Linked DNA regions of Gossypium hirsutum: region 1 is linked to region 2. A link is a contact called in public Hi-C data. All regions are on one chromosome and are shown on one strand. The core of a region is the stretch at or near the end of the contact, and the rest is flanking DNA. Distances in the headings are between cores, read along the strand shown. Region 1 holds the start of LOC121219107 (reticulon-like protein B5). Region 2 holds the start of LOC107954510 (ethylene-responsive transcription factor CRF5).

Region 1 (6,902 bases), core at 1,416-3,915, 320 kb before region 2:
AAAACAACCATACTAGAGGTGACAACTGTATCTATATTTAAACCTTTGACCGAGTTAGTGTCACGTGTCAACTAGGCATCAACTTAGTTAAGGGAATTAAGAAAATATTTTTCTGTATTTAAAATAAATTATATGATTTTAAGGTATTTTATTTTTTATATTTTAAAAAACAACAAATAATTTGCCCATGGTGAAATTTAAACCCATATCGTTTGGGTTGATAAAAATTTTACTTTGTCACTCAATCAAAGCTTTATTTTAAAATGTTTTGTATATCTTAATTTTATCATGCACACTTTATTACTTTCATCAATTGTATATATTGATAATGTTATTAATTGGATTAGTGTCACAAGTTAACTCGACAACATCAAGATTGATAACAACACCATGATAAACAATAGTAGTACGTACATTTAATATTCTTAAGCTAACGAATTTAGATGTTTAAATTTCAATTTACTCACTATTTAATCTAATTTTTTTATTTTAATATCATACATGTGTTATTATTAATTAGTTTCAAGCCATATGTTTCATATGTTGTTTTTTAAACACACCTAAATACGTAGTTTCCACACTTAAATTTTTAGTATAATAAAAAAGCTGATTGTTATTCAAATAAAACAAGTTTTACGAAAAAAAAAAAAATCACCTTCTGGTGCAACCTGCAAGCTTGGCCTATTGCTGACAACTGATTTGCATTTAGAGATGTAATTTGAAATCAAAACTTTTGTAAACAATTGATTGAGGAGGAAGTGTCTCCAGCTAATGTGAACAGACAACACTACAACAACCAGGACACCCAGAACTACCGAAGAATTTTTAAGGGTTTAAACACCTGAGCCTTCTAAACCTTTTCGCTCTTCAAGGGTCCTGTAGGAATTTTACTCAGAACATTGGCATCAAAAACTGCATATTGCTTTTTTATCTCAATCACTGCCTTCTCTGCAAATGGGTCAACCTTGTCCTCATACTTCTCATACAAAACAGGTACCGTATGCAGCAACACGAAAGCTGATTTTCATAGAGAAGATGGATCAAAATTCAGTATGAAATTTGTATAGATAAATGAACTTGGCACTAAAAGCAAGAGACCAGTGTCATTACATGTGTAGAACAAGGTCAAGAAATTGCACCAACTCCCCACAACCGAGAGGACCCAAAAAGCTGCTACAACCTGAAATCAAAGAGAAGGATATAGTGACTCCCCAATCAAAATGCAGTTCAGATTAAGACTTCAACCCTAAACACACCACAAGAAACTTCGGATTCCTTCCAGATGCAATATCTCGCAGCAGTTCCAATGCCTGGTTAAGTTCAATTGTCAGAGCAGAGGCGATCTGAAGGAATGGCTCCTCTGGCAAATGAACTTGTGGGATGCGAGGTGGAGTCCTGTGAAGAAAAAGGTCATATTATATTCTTTAAGAAACCATCAATATGTTAAATAGATTAAAGCTCCTGCAAAGACCCCCAGAACTTACTTGTGGATAAAGGTATGGACATTGGACCAGAGGAACAATACTGCAAGAGAGAGTATCGAAATGTGACAGAGCAGAGTAAGTAGGTGGTATTCGATCAACTCAAAAAGGACCCAGATTGCAGTTGCTCCACCAAGAACCCCAGCTGATATCTTCTTGTTCCTCCACAAGAACACATCAGCAGCTGCACCAAATCATTACCCAACAAATGAAATGGAAAGAGAACACCATTATCTAATTCTGACACAAACGAGAATCATTAATCTAAGACTTGTAAATAGCAAGACTTTTCTTAAACTCCTTATGTGCTTAAATGATTAGATAATCTTGCTTTTAAAGGACTGGTCTAGAAGATGTTATACTTTGCTCCGTTCCCAGAATGCAAACAATAAAAGGCAAAAGCAAACCCCAAATATTAGTCTGAAGTAGTTTGGTCCTTAAGCAAATTTCAAATTCCACTAACAAATACAAGAACCAATCAAATCGAAAAATGAAATTCATTTTCGTAACTACCAAACAGATCGTGAAGTGGCAAATACTAAAACACAGATGAATTGATCTTCCATCAAATTAACATTTCATTTTTAAATTCACTCTAACAACTGCATTTTTGTATTTTTTTACTCGCATTTCCATCAACTTCGTTAAAAACAAACCAAACAATAAAATCCTGATCACACTAACGAAACTTGCAAAAAGAAAAGAAAAGTGAAATGAGAGCTTAGAGGTCGTACGCTTTCCACCACCGAGAACGTGATGAAGAGGTCTCTCCCTACCAAACAACCGATAAATCTTAGCCTTAACGGAGCTAGGGGAAGCTGGTTTCTCATGATCTGAATCCGAATCCGAAGAAGACGATGAATCATGGCCGTGGATCTTCTCGCTGATCTTCTCCATCACCGACTCCACCGCCGATTGCTTACTCTCCGTTTCCTCCGCCATTGGTTAAAAAAAGTCCGGACCAGTGCCCTAAAAAGACGGATTCTTTATTGACTGTCAGGGTGTCCGAACAGTATACAAGTGAGTGCGAATGCCAGTAGAACTGTAGGGTTTTAATAAAGAAGGGAATGTATAAACCTTAGGCTTAAATTTATCAAAATGGTTATATTTTTGATTTTTTTTTTCTATTAACTTTTTTTTTCAATTTATTTTTAACATATTTAATGAAAAAATTCAAATGTTTAAAATTTTGTTTTTTCAAAAATTTCAATCTTCTATATTATTATTTTTAGATCTTTAAATTAAGAGTTATTTTTTATTTAATGTATTATTTATTTATTTTATTATTTTTTAGTGTAATTATCTTATTAGATTATCTTAATAATAAATTATATCTCATTAAAAAGTTTTATATATGAAATTCTAAATCAAGCCCATTAATTTTTTTAATGATATTTTTATTAAATTTATTAGGAAAAATAGATTAAAACAAATAAAAATTGATGGATAAAAAAACTTAAAAATACAATTAAAATAATTTTGATAAAACAGTGGCTAAAAACCGGTTTGGAGCCAAAGCTGATGGTTGGGGGAGAATTTGAAATGTTGAATGAGGTATGGTACAGTGGGGTCTAGAATAAATTGGATTCTTTCAACTGATTTACTGAGGAGTGATGACGCAGAGAGAGAGAAGGGTGCATTTTTTTCTCTGAAGAGTTCATCTTAATAGGACACGTGGCGATAATTTAATGGAGCAATGGGGTGGCATGGACAGCAATCACTTTTCAGTGGTCGTTTTGGAATTTTTACTTTTTTGCATCAGTGGGGCTCCACGTTAGCTTCATATTTGTTTGTTCCGCTAGTGTTTCTTTTTTTGGAAATAAGTGTTTACCATCATGTGCTTTATTTTTATGAGTGAAGATAAAAATTCAAACTTTATGATTAAAATATGAAATAAATAATTATTACATTGTATTAATAAATTTTATTTTATTATTTATTTTTTAAAAATATTTAAATTTAGGCCTCATTCTCCTATGCTTTCCAGACTTTTGCAATAAAAAATTACTTTTTTCTTAAAAGCATTAAAGAACCTATATTATTTCAGAAAAATTTTCAACTTAAAAAAATATTTTTTGGCAGATAAAAAAGTTAAAAATTTTAACTTTTTCTTCAGCCAAAAGTGCTTTTGACTTCTATTTATCTTTTTAACCTTTGTCTTTAAAAAAAAAAGCGTTCTTTCCTCTAGTTCTTTGGAGCTAAATCTATACCCATTTTTTCACATTTTCTCTTTCAAAGTTCTTTCCTCTTGTTCTTTGTTCCTCTTTTAATTCCTATGGTTCTGGTTCTTTGTTCCCTTACTCGGTTGTTCTTCCCACATACAGGTATGAATCTAGCTATTTGTACAGTTATCACAAAAGTGAAGAAACTTTGATTTGTAATAAAATAGTCTATGGGATGGATTTATTGGGTAGCTATAGTAGACCAAACTTTGGCAGTCTGCTGCTATTATGTAGTTAACTGAGATGAATAGATGATGAGAGAATTGAAAGGGGGGGAATCATAGTGGAAGAAAGTGATACTGAAACAGAGATCTTGGTTGAGAAATTTGGAAATAATATTGAGGTAGAACAGCAGTGGGGTATGTTTTGTTGGAGGCTTTGGGGATGGTTAATATTGTTTTGTGAGTTTAAAGTATGCAACAGTTTTGGTGTGAATTTGGTTGCTTAGCTGGTCAAGAAAAATTACTTACGGAAACTGTCGATGATAGGGTTGTGAAAAGTATCTTATTTAATGCAATTGGGATTTTGTGGTTAAAATACTATTGTTAGGTAATGCTGGCTTGGTGATGGATTGAAAAAGGGTTGATCTAAGATTTAAAGAAATAAATGAGAGCCTTTTGCCAAGTGTGGAATCAACAAGAACTGGTTACTGAACTGGATTGCAAAGCAAGAGAAAGAAAATAAGAATTGAATCCCATGTAGTTTTCATGGATGCGATTCCTATGGTTATTTCATTATGAAATTATAATGGCAATCACAGCCCACTGAAAAAGCCTTCGGAGATGTGGAGCTCTAAAATATTTTATCCGAATGGAATCTTATCACTCCTACAACACAAAGATCTATCTTATTAACACCTAACACTAAACACGCCTTGAATGCAGGGCCTAAAAGTATGGCAAGGCTTGATATATAAATAAAAGAACGGTATACTGATTTTTCTCAGCAAACTGCCAATAAATCATTGACTTTTCAAAGACAAAAGCAATACAACTAACACTGCTAAATTTTATTGTAAGTTAGATTATGTATAGATAGGACTCATTTGTGTACTATCAACTATTGAAACTCTTTAACCACTTTTTATTTTAGAAATGTACTTAATTAAATCCTGGTGCTAAGAACAAGCTTTGGCAAACCTTTGAAAGGCCCTTCAAAACCTGCTTTTGAATGCCACTCCAGATTTTATTTACAGAGTAAGGAGCAGTAGATGCCCAAAAGTGGCGTGTATATCTGTTGTCACGATCAAAAATGAAAAATCTACAATGGTGTTGTTTTTGCATTTCTGGACATTGTTTCGGCTGTGAGAATGCTTCTTTTCTAATATATTAATGCCAATTGTTGAAATTGGTGCATGCCAACTTGGTGTCATTTATGGTAAAAACCTGTGACTTTCTTAATCCTGACTTCATAACAACCAAAGGTGCAATGCTTCCATACTTTTGTTTCATGTCTTTTTATAGGACATTTCAAAAATTACATCTATCCTATTTTAATTTTCAAGATTGTTTTCATCTATATTTTAGACAAGTTTTATTGGGTTTATTTTTCAGTCAAGTGGCTGTGTAGGGGTTTAAGTTTATTTATACTTGCATTTCATTTGTGCAGCTCAAGAGATACAATTGTGCTCACCTTGAGAATATTCATCTTACGAGTATTACTCTCCTCTTTCTATACTTTTTTTTTCTCTTTGTACTCTGAGAAGTGTGCGACTTTGTTATGCTCACATGCACACATCTACATAGAAACGTAAAACTGATGAAGAGGTTAACTAGTTTCAGAACATGCTGAGTACAGATGGCGACAAAGATTAATCACGGCGACCAAAATTGAAGTAAAAAAAGTTTATGTATTTGTGGAGTTGGCAACCATTGATATAAAACAATGCATTTTCAGTTTTAGAAGTTGACAACTAGTGTCAATCTTATAGTTGTGTTTGGCTATAAATCCACTAAAATAATAAACAATGAAAAATTCACAATATTCATGATTATGATACCACATATTTTAATTGCTTTTGGTTGAAAAAATCAATTTGAAAATTGTTTAATTTTTTTGATTGCTTTATTGGCTGAAACGAATCTGTTCGTATACACAATAGATGAGTACTTCGGCGGTTGAAGTTGGTAGTGAAAAAGTGAAAGCAATGTTGGATAAGAGATTGATAGAAATATTTTGTGATATTTGTATTAAAAAGATATTGAAAGGCAATAGGCCTGATACTCATTTCACAAAAGATGGATGGTTGAAAATAATGACCAACTTTGAGAAAGAAACGAGCAAGGGTTTTTCACAAGACAACTTAAAAATAGGTGGGTTGCCCTAAAAAAAGAATGGAAAGCTTGGAAGAAACTTAAAGGCGAAGATACTAGTCTAGGGTGGAATCCTATAAAAAGAACCATTTATGCATCGAATGAATGGTGGGAGAGTAGGCTACAGGTACATTAATAATTTTGAATATTTTTGTTTTTTTCTTATTTATGAGGTTACTGATAATTACTGTTATTAAACTATTATTTTATATGTAGGTTGTGCCTGAAGCTTAAAAATTTAGAACATCGGGCATTGATCCTGAATTCGAAGGGAAGTTGGACCAAATGTTCATGGGGATAGTTGCAACAGGTGATAAAGCATAGGCACCTTCTTCTGGTACACTCCGTAGTGATTTTTTTGAGGATGTTAACAACGAAATACCTGAAGAGAATGAAGAAGAAAATGTGAGAAATGATGTTCACATTTCAAATGATGTTCAAATTGATGGAAACGGTCAAAAAAGAAAAAATCCTAAGATATCAAGTTCACATTTTAAAACTGGAAGAAAGAAATCCTCAAAGAAAATTGGAGGGGCTGCAAGATTGTCCAGTCAAATAGAAAAATTATGCAATGCAGCTGACAATATGAGTCAAGCCACATCTAGTTTGACTCCTGTTATGAATCCATATGGTGTTCCACAAGCAGTCAAAGTGCTTGACAGCATGTTGGAAGAAGTTCCAAAAGCTAGTCCGCTATACTTTTCGCACTTAAATTATTTCTCAATAAGGACAAGCGAATTATGTTTTTATCAACTAATCCCAAGATTAGAGCTTTGTGGCTTAAGATGGAAACAGAGGATAGTTGAAAATTTTTTGATCTTCTAGGGTTCAGAGATATCTATTATGTGTCTAAACAACAATGCTAAACTAGTTTTATCAATAGTTAT
Region 2 (7,234 bases), core at 2,972-5,471:
GCTATGACTTATGCAATCTCAGAACATTTTTTGCCTCATTTATAGCCTCAGTCCAAACATGTTACTGTAGCAAAAGCGCGTCCACGTGGGTGCAATTTCGCAAATTCTTCTCATAAAGCATCCTGCTAGAAGCGATTTTATACTATTTGCTCAGAAACGTCAAGTCGAAATTATTTTTCCAGGACTAACTATAGCAAAAGCAAGTCCACGAGGGCACGATTTCACAAATTCTTCTCAATTAGCATACTGCTTGGAGCGTTGTTTTATACTATTTGCTCAGAAACGTCAACTCAAAATTATTTTTTCAGGACCTATTGTAGCAAAAGCGCATCCACGTGGGCGCGACTTCACAAATTCTTCTTATAAAGCATCCTGCTTGAAGCGTTTTTTAAACTATTTGCTCAAAAACGTCAACTCGAAATTATTTCTCCAGGACCAACTGTAGTAAAAGCACGTCCACGAGGACGCGATTTCACAAATTCTTCTCACAAAGCATCCTGCTTGAAGCATTTTTTAAACTATTTGCTCAGAAACGTCAAGTCGAACCTATTTTTCCAGGACCTACTGTAGCAAAAGCGCGTACATATGGGCGCAACTTCAAAAATCCTTCTAATAAATCATACTGCTTTGATTTTATCTTAAAAACCCATAAACACGAAAAGTAATCCAATTTTGAATAAATTTTAATTAATTTAATTATGAAACCCTTAACCCTAATTCCTTATTTGTTTACTTTTTTCTCCAAAAACCTTAAAAACCCTAACGTGGGAGACACAGCAAAATCGCATCCACGTCAGCGCGATGTCAAGGTACGTCCCAGGAAATCGCGTCCATGTCAGCGCGCTTTGCTGATGTGGACACAAATCGCGCTTCAGAGGACGCAATTTGTTGCCATGTCAGCAAAGCGCGCTGACGTGGCCGCGATTTCCTGGCACGTACCCTGACATCGCGTTGAAGTGGATACGATTTCGAGGAAAAGGGCTCATTCCGGTAAATAATAAAATACTTAAAAAATTGGCTTTTTTTGGTATTTTGCCCCTTTCTCTTCCTATAAATAGATGGCACCAATAAAACTATTTACATAGTTTTTCTTTAGATTGTTATTCTGTAAAAAAAAAACATAAAGAGAATTTATTCTCAACTGTTATATTTTTTTAGGATAACAATTCTATCAGTTTCTATTAAGAAGAGAGAATTTCCGTTTTCACCTCAAAAAAGTGATAATACTTTTTTCTAGTTCTATGTTTCAATTCAATTGGTTCAAGCCCATACTCAAAGCAGTTCGTGGTACAAGAATAGCGAAAAAGATCGTTTGGTTGAAAGATGAGAAAAACAAACATCCACTAAGCTAAAAAAACAAGTATGAATTTGATTAGGGTTTATTGCTATAAATATCACAAACCGGATTGATTTTCAAAATTTTAATTTTCCTTTATAAAAGAAAACTGTTTTCAAACCGGATTTTTTTCCAACAGACACAACATTTCTAATTCATAATCTCACCAGACCCCAGAGCCAAGATCTTGATCAAAATAAGTTTCTATGAGTACTTGATGTTTATACAACCTTTGATCGTTTCAATATAACACTCTCTTTCTAGGGAAAAGATGACATTCTTGTCTAGAATTATGATTAAATGGTTGTTTTTCTATCAAAAACGCTTATAATATTCTATATTAAAGCAATTCTAATATCTCTATTCCAAACTCACATTAGGCAAGTTAGGCTAACCTTTGGTGACTTAAGATCCCTTTTAAAATCATCCTTCTCCTATGGAAAATTTGTAATGGTTGTCTCCCTACTAAAGATCTTCTCTCATGGAAAATTCCCAAATTTGAACCCCAATGCTCTATTTTTGAAGAAAGTACAGAAACTCAAGACCACCCATTCCTTACATGCAATTTGGAAAGGGTGGTTTGGTTCTTCACACTTACTCTTTTGATAATCAACCCATCGTTGACTAGATCCTGCAATGGCTCTAGGGTAAGGATCTTAACTCTCAAGAACCTAGGATTTTCTACGCATTTGGGCCTCTACCTTGTGGATCATTTAGAAATCTAGAAATAAGTTTATATTTAGAAGCTCAGACCAAAATCCCATTGCTGCTATCAAAATGATTTTTTATCTTCACCAATTGATTATCTACTCATTTCTTAAATCTCTATGACAACCCTAACAACTTGGACTTTATGTTTATGCATAAGTTAAAATTGTTATAACACCATGATCAAAAGAGCAACCATTACTCAAAATTCCAACGACTTCCAACTTTTTAGAGTTCGTAGCTTCAAATTCTCAAGCAAACTGCTAGCCAAAATTCTCACCTTTCGAGCTATCCTTTTTATGCTTAAATCTCATAATATTATTTTTTCTTTGTAGGCTACAGGATGATAGCAAGAGATAGATCAACATAATTTAGGGACATATTAAATCAAGATGGAAGCTTCAACTAGCATTTGGTGATGTCAAACTTCTCCTTCAAGACATCAACTTTAGACATCAACCAATGAATAACAGAGAGCTTAGTAAAGAGATGAGACAATAGCTTTGAATGCCTCTAAAGCTTTCATTAGCTTCTCTTGTCCTTAATTGTTCCTGCTTTGTAAAAAAAAATATACAACAGTTTTTTATTATTAATTAGATTTTCATCTCTTTTATATTTAATTTTTATTAAAAAATTGCATATTGAAACTTGATTTATTTAAATTTGTTGTTTCAAACCAATATAAATAAAAGTTAGTTGGTTTAAACACGATTGATTTGTAATTCTATATGAAGAGTGGAACAATATTTTAAAAATTAGATTAGTGGTCGAACCAGTAACGTAATTTATTATTAATTCAATCATTGATTCATCAATAATTAAATAAAAAATTATAAAAAATCCATAATTGGTTGAACCCTTGTTTTTCTTTTGCAAGGTTTTTAAAACTAGATCAATGATCAAACTAGTCAAAGCACCGATCCTTGGTTCAACCAGTCGAGCTAATTTTATTTAAATAAATTATTTAAAAATTTATAATTTTAAAAAAAAATACATATCAAAAAGGAGAAAACCAATTCAACTATATGTTCAACCAGTTTTTAGCCTATTTTGAGAGATTTGCATAAAAGTTGATTTAACTCTTTTTTTTCAAATAAATATATCGGTCGATTCTTGATCTAACCAGTCTGATTCCAACAACCACAATTTTTTTTTATTTTTATCTTTTAACAATTTATAATAAGTTATATATTTTTATTATATATCACTAATCCAACTAATCAAATAAGCAGATGTGGATTTATAAGTGTATTTTGGTGAATTCCTTGGGGCGAGTGACTCATTCTTGCTTGACTTGGAGGCCCATAAAATGAAGGAAAGCCCACCACATAATTGTTTAGGTGTGAAGAAAATGAGAGCATAAAAATAAATCTTTGAATATAGAACTTATTTCTTATTATTTATGTTTTCTACCTACCTACCCACTCATGCTTTTTCTCTCCAACTTTACATTTCTAATTGTAAACTTGGTTGTCGCTTAATTTTCTTTCAATGGAATCTAAATAATACTAATTATATTTATAGTAAGAGAATCACCCAATCTTTGTTTTATTTCCTAGTCAACTGCCACCGAAAAGAAAAAAAGATTTTTTCCAACAGAAATTTTGGGCCAATCCATTATTTTTGGACAAATAGAATGAAAATCCTGAGATTCTAATTTTACATTTCTTATTTATCTTTTTTATTTTTTGTCTGCCTACTTTACAATATTTAAAATCTTTTATTTTTATCAATCATAAATTTAAATTCTGCAGTATATACCTCCAACAGCCAATCAAATATCATAATTGAGGACAAGCATCCAATGCAGTTGAAGCGTGTAGGACACGGCGGGCATTAGAGCGTGTGAGGCTTTTGTTGCTTGGGGACCAAGCAGAATAGGAGGACCCAGCACATTTGGAGGGAAGTTTAGGACACGTGTCATTACAGTGAGAAGCAGCAAGTCACCTGTTCGCTAATTTTGATTGTTAAGAGAAATAAATAAGGTAGTTTTATGGAGGATACCCCTACAAAACAGCGATTCTTGCTATTTTCACTCTTCCTTTCAACTCAAACTCTCCTGTTCCTTTCCAGTATCTCGCCTTTTGATTTTACTCTCCGCCAAAGTTTTAGTTTCTTTTTTCTTCTCTCTCTCGAAAACAGAATCCCCGTTTTTCTTTATGTTAACCACCTGGAAATGAATCCAGGGAGGGTGAAATACACAGAGCGAAGAACTGTTACTAATAAGCTACTCAAGGCATCGAGCAAGTGGTTTCCCATGGAGTCCAAGCCCAAAGCCCCTAGGATCGTCAGGATTTCTGTCACCGATGGCGATGCCACCGATTCTTCTAGCGATGAAAGCGAGCAGGAGAGACATCACACAGTGAAAAGGCATGTTAGCGAAATCAGGATCGGAGATTGTTCTACATTCAATTCCAACAAGCCATCAAACAAGCAAAACAGACCGACTAACAATAAGACCAATCTTGTCAATATCAGATCAAAGAAGCAACAACCGCAGCAGCAGCAGCAGCAATGTTTGTCTAACGGCGTCAAGTACCGTGGGGTTCGACAAAGGCCGTGGGGAAGATGGGCTGCTGAGATCAGAGACCCGACAAGTCGAACCAGGGTCTGGCTTGGCACTTATGATACGGCTCAAGAAGCTGCTTTGGTTTATGACAGAGCCGCGATTCGAATCAAAGGCCCTGACGCTCTCACCAACTTTATAAAGCCTCCTGCCAGACCCTCCCCACCTGAGATTGAACTTGAAATGACTTCCGGGTATGATTCTGGCCAAGAATCTCACTCACTCTGTTCACCAACTTCTGTTCTGAGATTTCAGTCGAATGAAGAAACTGAACTTCAAACCGAGTCCAAAGATGACTCAACAACACAAACTGGGTGGAGCCCTGTTAAGGAACTCTCTCAATACCCAAGTAACTTATTAGACGAGTTTTTGTTAACAGATCCAGTGGTTTTATATGATTACTTGGATTCTGATAACCCTACACCCATATTTTTTGATGAACTGAGTTTACCGGAAGCAAGCAGCAATTTGGAACATGATTATGGTGATATTTCTATTCAATTGGATGTTGATTTCGGGTCTTGTTCCTGGGATGTGGATAACTACTATTAAGATCAGAGTAGTTTTGGCTCTTGTTGCTGCCCATGTTTACCTGAGTTGCTGGTATATACTTTTTTGCCGTGCGTAATTTTATGGTAAATTCCGAGTGGAATTTTGGATACCTTTTTCTAGATGTGTTTCTCTACTGCTGCTACAGTGTGTAAAGAAATGCCAAGTAAACATGTAAATTCTTGGTTTCTTTTAAGGCTTCTTTTTTGTGGATATGAACAGGTTTGGTGTGCGTTTCAATTGGCATGGTCGTTGTTTGTATGCCAGGAAGCGTGCTTTGCCGTTATGTCTTTTGTTTAAAAAGAAAGTAAAAAATCTTAAATTTATTTTGTTTCGGGTTATTGAATTCATTGCTTTACTTCTTTTTCTTGTCCGGGTAATTGATGGGGTCGGTGAGATATTTTTTTAATCTTTAATGGGTGCATTGGCGCGGGACTCAAAAGGCTGCCAAGTTAAGCTAAAGTTGGGTACCCACGTTCAACGGTTTGCCACCTTAGACACTTGTTAGCCATGAACTCGTTTGAGTTTTGTTAAGAGCCATTCTTTTTAAGCATGCCATTCATATTCCATGCCACTTGTTCCCCCTGTTTGGTTTTCCATCAAACAAAAGGGGAAAAAAAAGAAAGTAAAATGACCCTTTGGAAAAATTTACTATTTGATCGTCTTAAAAGAAGTAGTAGTTATGTTTCTTTCATTGACAAGTTCTCGTGCTCTGATTTCACCATCAAGGTTAAAAAAATATGCCAACTACGATTCTAAGAAGGATTTTTTTTCTTATATATGAAAATAATGAAAGAGAGCAAGAGAGACACGTTATGTTCCATATTAAGAGGCACTTCTTTGTTTTGGGGATGTTTTTGGGTTGCCTTGGAACAGTATAACAGTGACTTCAATTGATAAGGACATTATCTTGAGTTGAGAAAACAGACAAGTGCGAGATGCCCCATGGGACTCTCGTTTAGAGGACCCAATTCCATCCACTTGACAAAGTTGATTTTGAATCCTTTGGAAAATAAATGATACGTCGGCCCCACAGAGATTGACCCTGGTGGGATCTTTAGACACGATTCTGCCCTCGCTTTGCCCTGTCCCCAAGGCTGAGCCAACCAGCCTCTAGAAATACATAAAAAAGTCTTGACACGATACTAAAAACGTCTTGGAAAGGGTTGTCGTAGAGCCATAGGGCTACCTGCACACTAGGGTTAGGCCTTGGCATTTTCAGGTGATATATCCCGGCATGCTTGAATCTCCGGTAACGACAAGTATCTTTTTTTTTTCAGTCAAAAATCGATTTGTTACAAAAGGTGGTTCGTGGATTGCAGGCTTTTGGGGATTATTTAATTATGATGAACAAAGATAGCAGCAAAGGTGGTTTCAAAAATCACGGCTAATATCAGCCTCTGCTGGACTGCTGTCGGTAAGCAGACCCACTTGCAAGCTGAAGCTCTGGATTACTGGTAGCCCAATAGTCGACTCTTCTCGCTGAATACTGATGTTCATTTCTTCTTTTTACGTCTGGTTTAAATGTATACTAACAGCGACATAGCGATGCAAAGTTTAGTTTGACTTTGAGGTGGTGGCCCCCCTCCCTACTTTCCCAGAATTGGTGGGGACGGGTCGACGTAGCTGGTTACCCCAAAAATATATAGCAAAATTTCATAATGGTCAAAGATTGAAGATCAAGGAAATAAACTAGGGGGGAAAAGGTTACTCATAAACCATTAACAAAGGCAGTTCAAATAACAGGTCTGAGCTCTGATGTTTTCCTAAAAATAAACTTTTCCAGTTTCCACGCATAAAAGGGATGTTGGAGTTGGACAAATGCCGCAAATAGTACACCTGAGCCCCTGGGTAATTAACTTGGCATTTTCCTTTTATTGTAAAACTACGGTGGGGTTGTTTATATATTTCCTTCCTTTATTTACAAATAGATAAATTAGTTATATTAGATTAAATTGTAAATTAATTTTTTTTTATTTTTACAGTTAAATTATGACGTAATTGATAGAGTAAGTTGAAATATGACATTTCACTTGTACCTCACGTTAATATGGTAAAAATCTTAAAAATAAATA

Evidence for each region. Hi-C and Micro-C count contacts between places; a contact is called where the count stands out from the background.
Region 1: a Hi-C map of leaf shows a contact between it and region 2, with 2.0 times the contacts expected there. The contact joins the promoter of LOC121219107 here to the promoter of LOC107954510 in region 2. A contact is called at or near these places in 2 of 34 Hi-C or Micro-C datasets (both in leaf).

Annotation. Positions count from the first base shown.
Region 1 is chrD07:23,874,214-23,881,115 of Gossypium_hirsutum_v2.1, reverse strand. LOC121219107 (reticulon-like protein B5) reads right to left here and starts at 2,665. Exons shown (of 5, transcript XM_041096751.1): 1 at 2,216-2,665; 2 at 1,485-1,665; 3 at 1,257-1,395; 4 at 1,111-1,180; 5 at 718-1,017. The coding sequence starts at 2,423. The coding sequence ends at 851. LOC121219106 (a long non-coding RNA gene) reads left to right here and starts at 3,647. Exons shown (of 2, transcript XR_005915818.1): 1 at 3,647-6,142; 2 at 6,232-6,902.
Region 2 is chrD07:23,560,314-23,567,547 of Gossypium_hirsutum_v2.1, reverse strand. It overlaps LOC107954510 (ethylene-responsive transcription factor CRF5), which reads left to right and starts at 4,221. Exons shown (of 1, transcript XM_016890096.2): 1 at 4,221-5,162. The coding sequence starts at 4,221. The coding sequence ends at 5,162.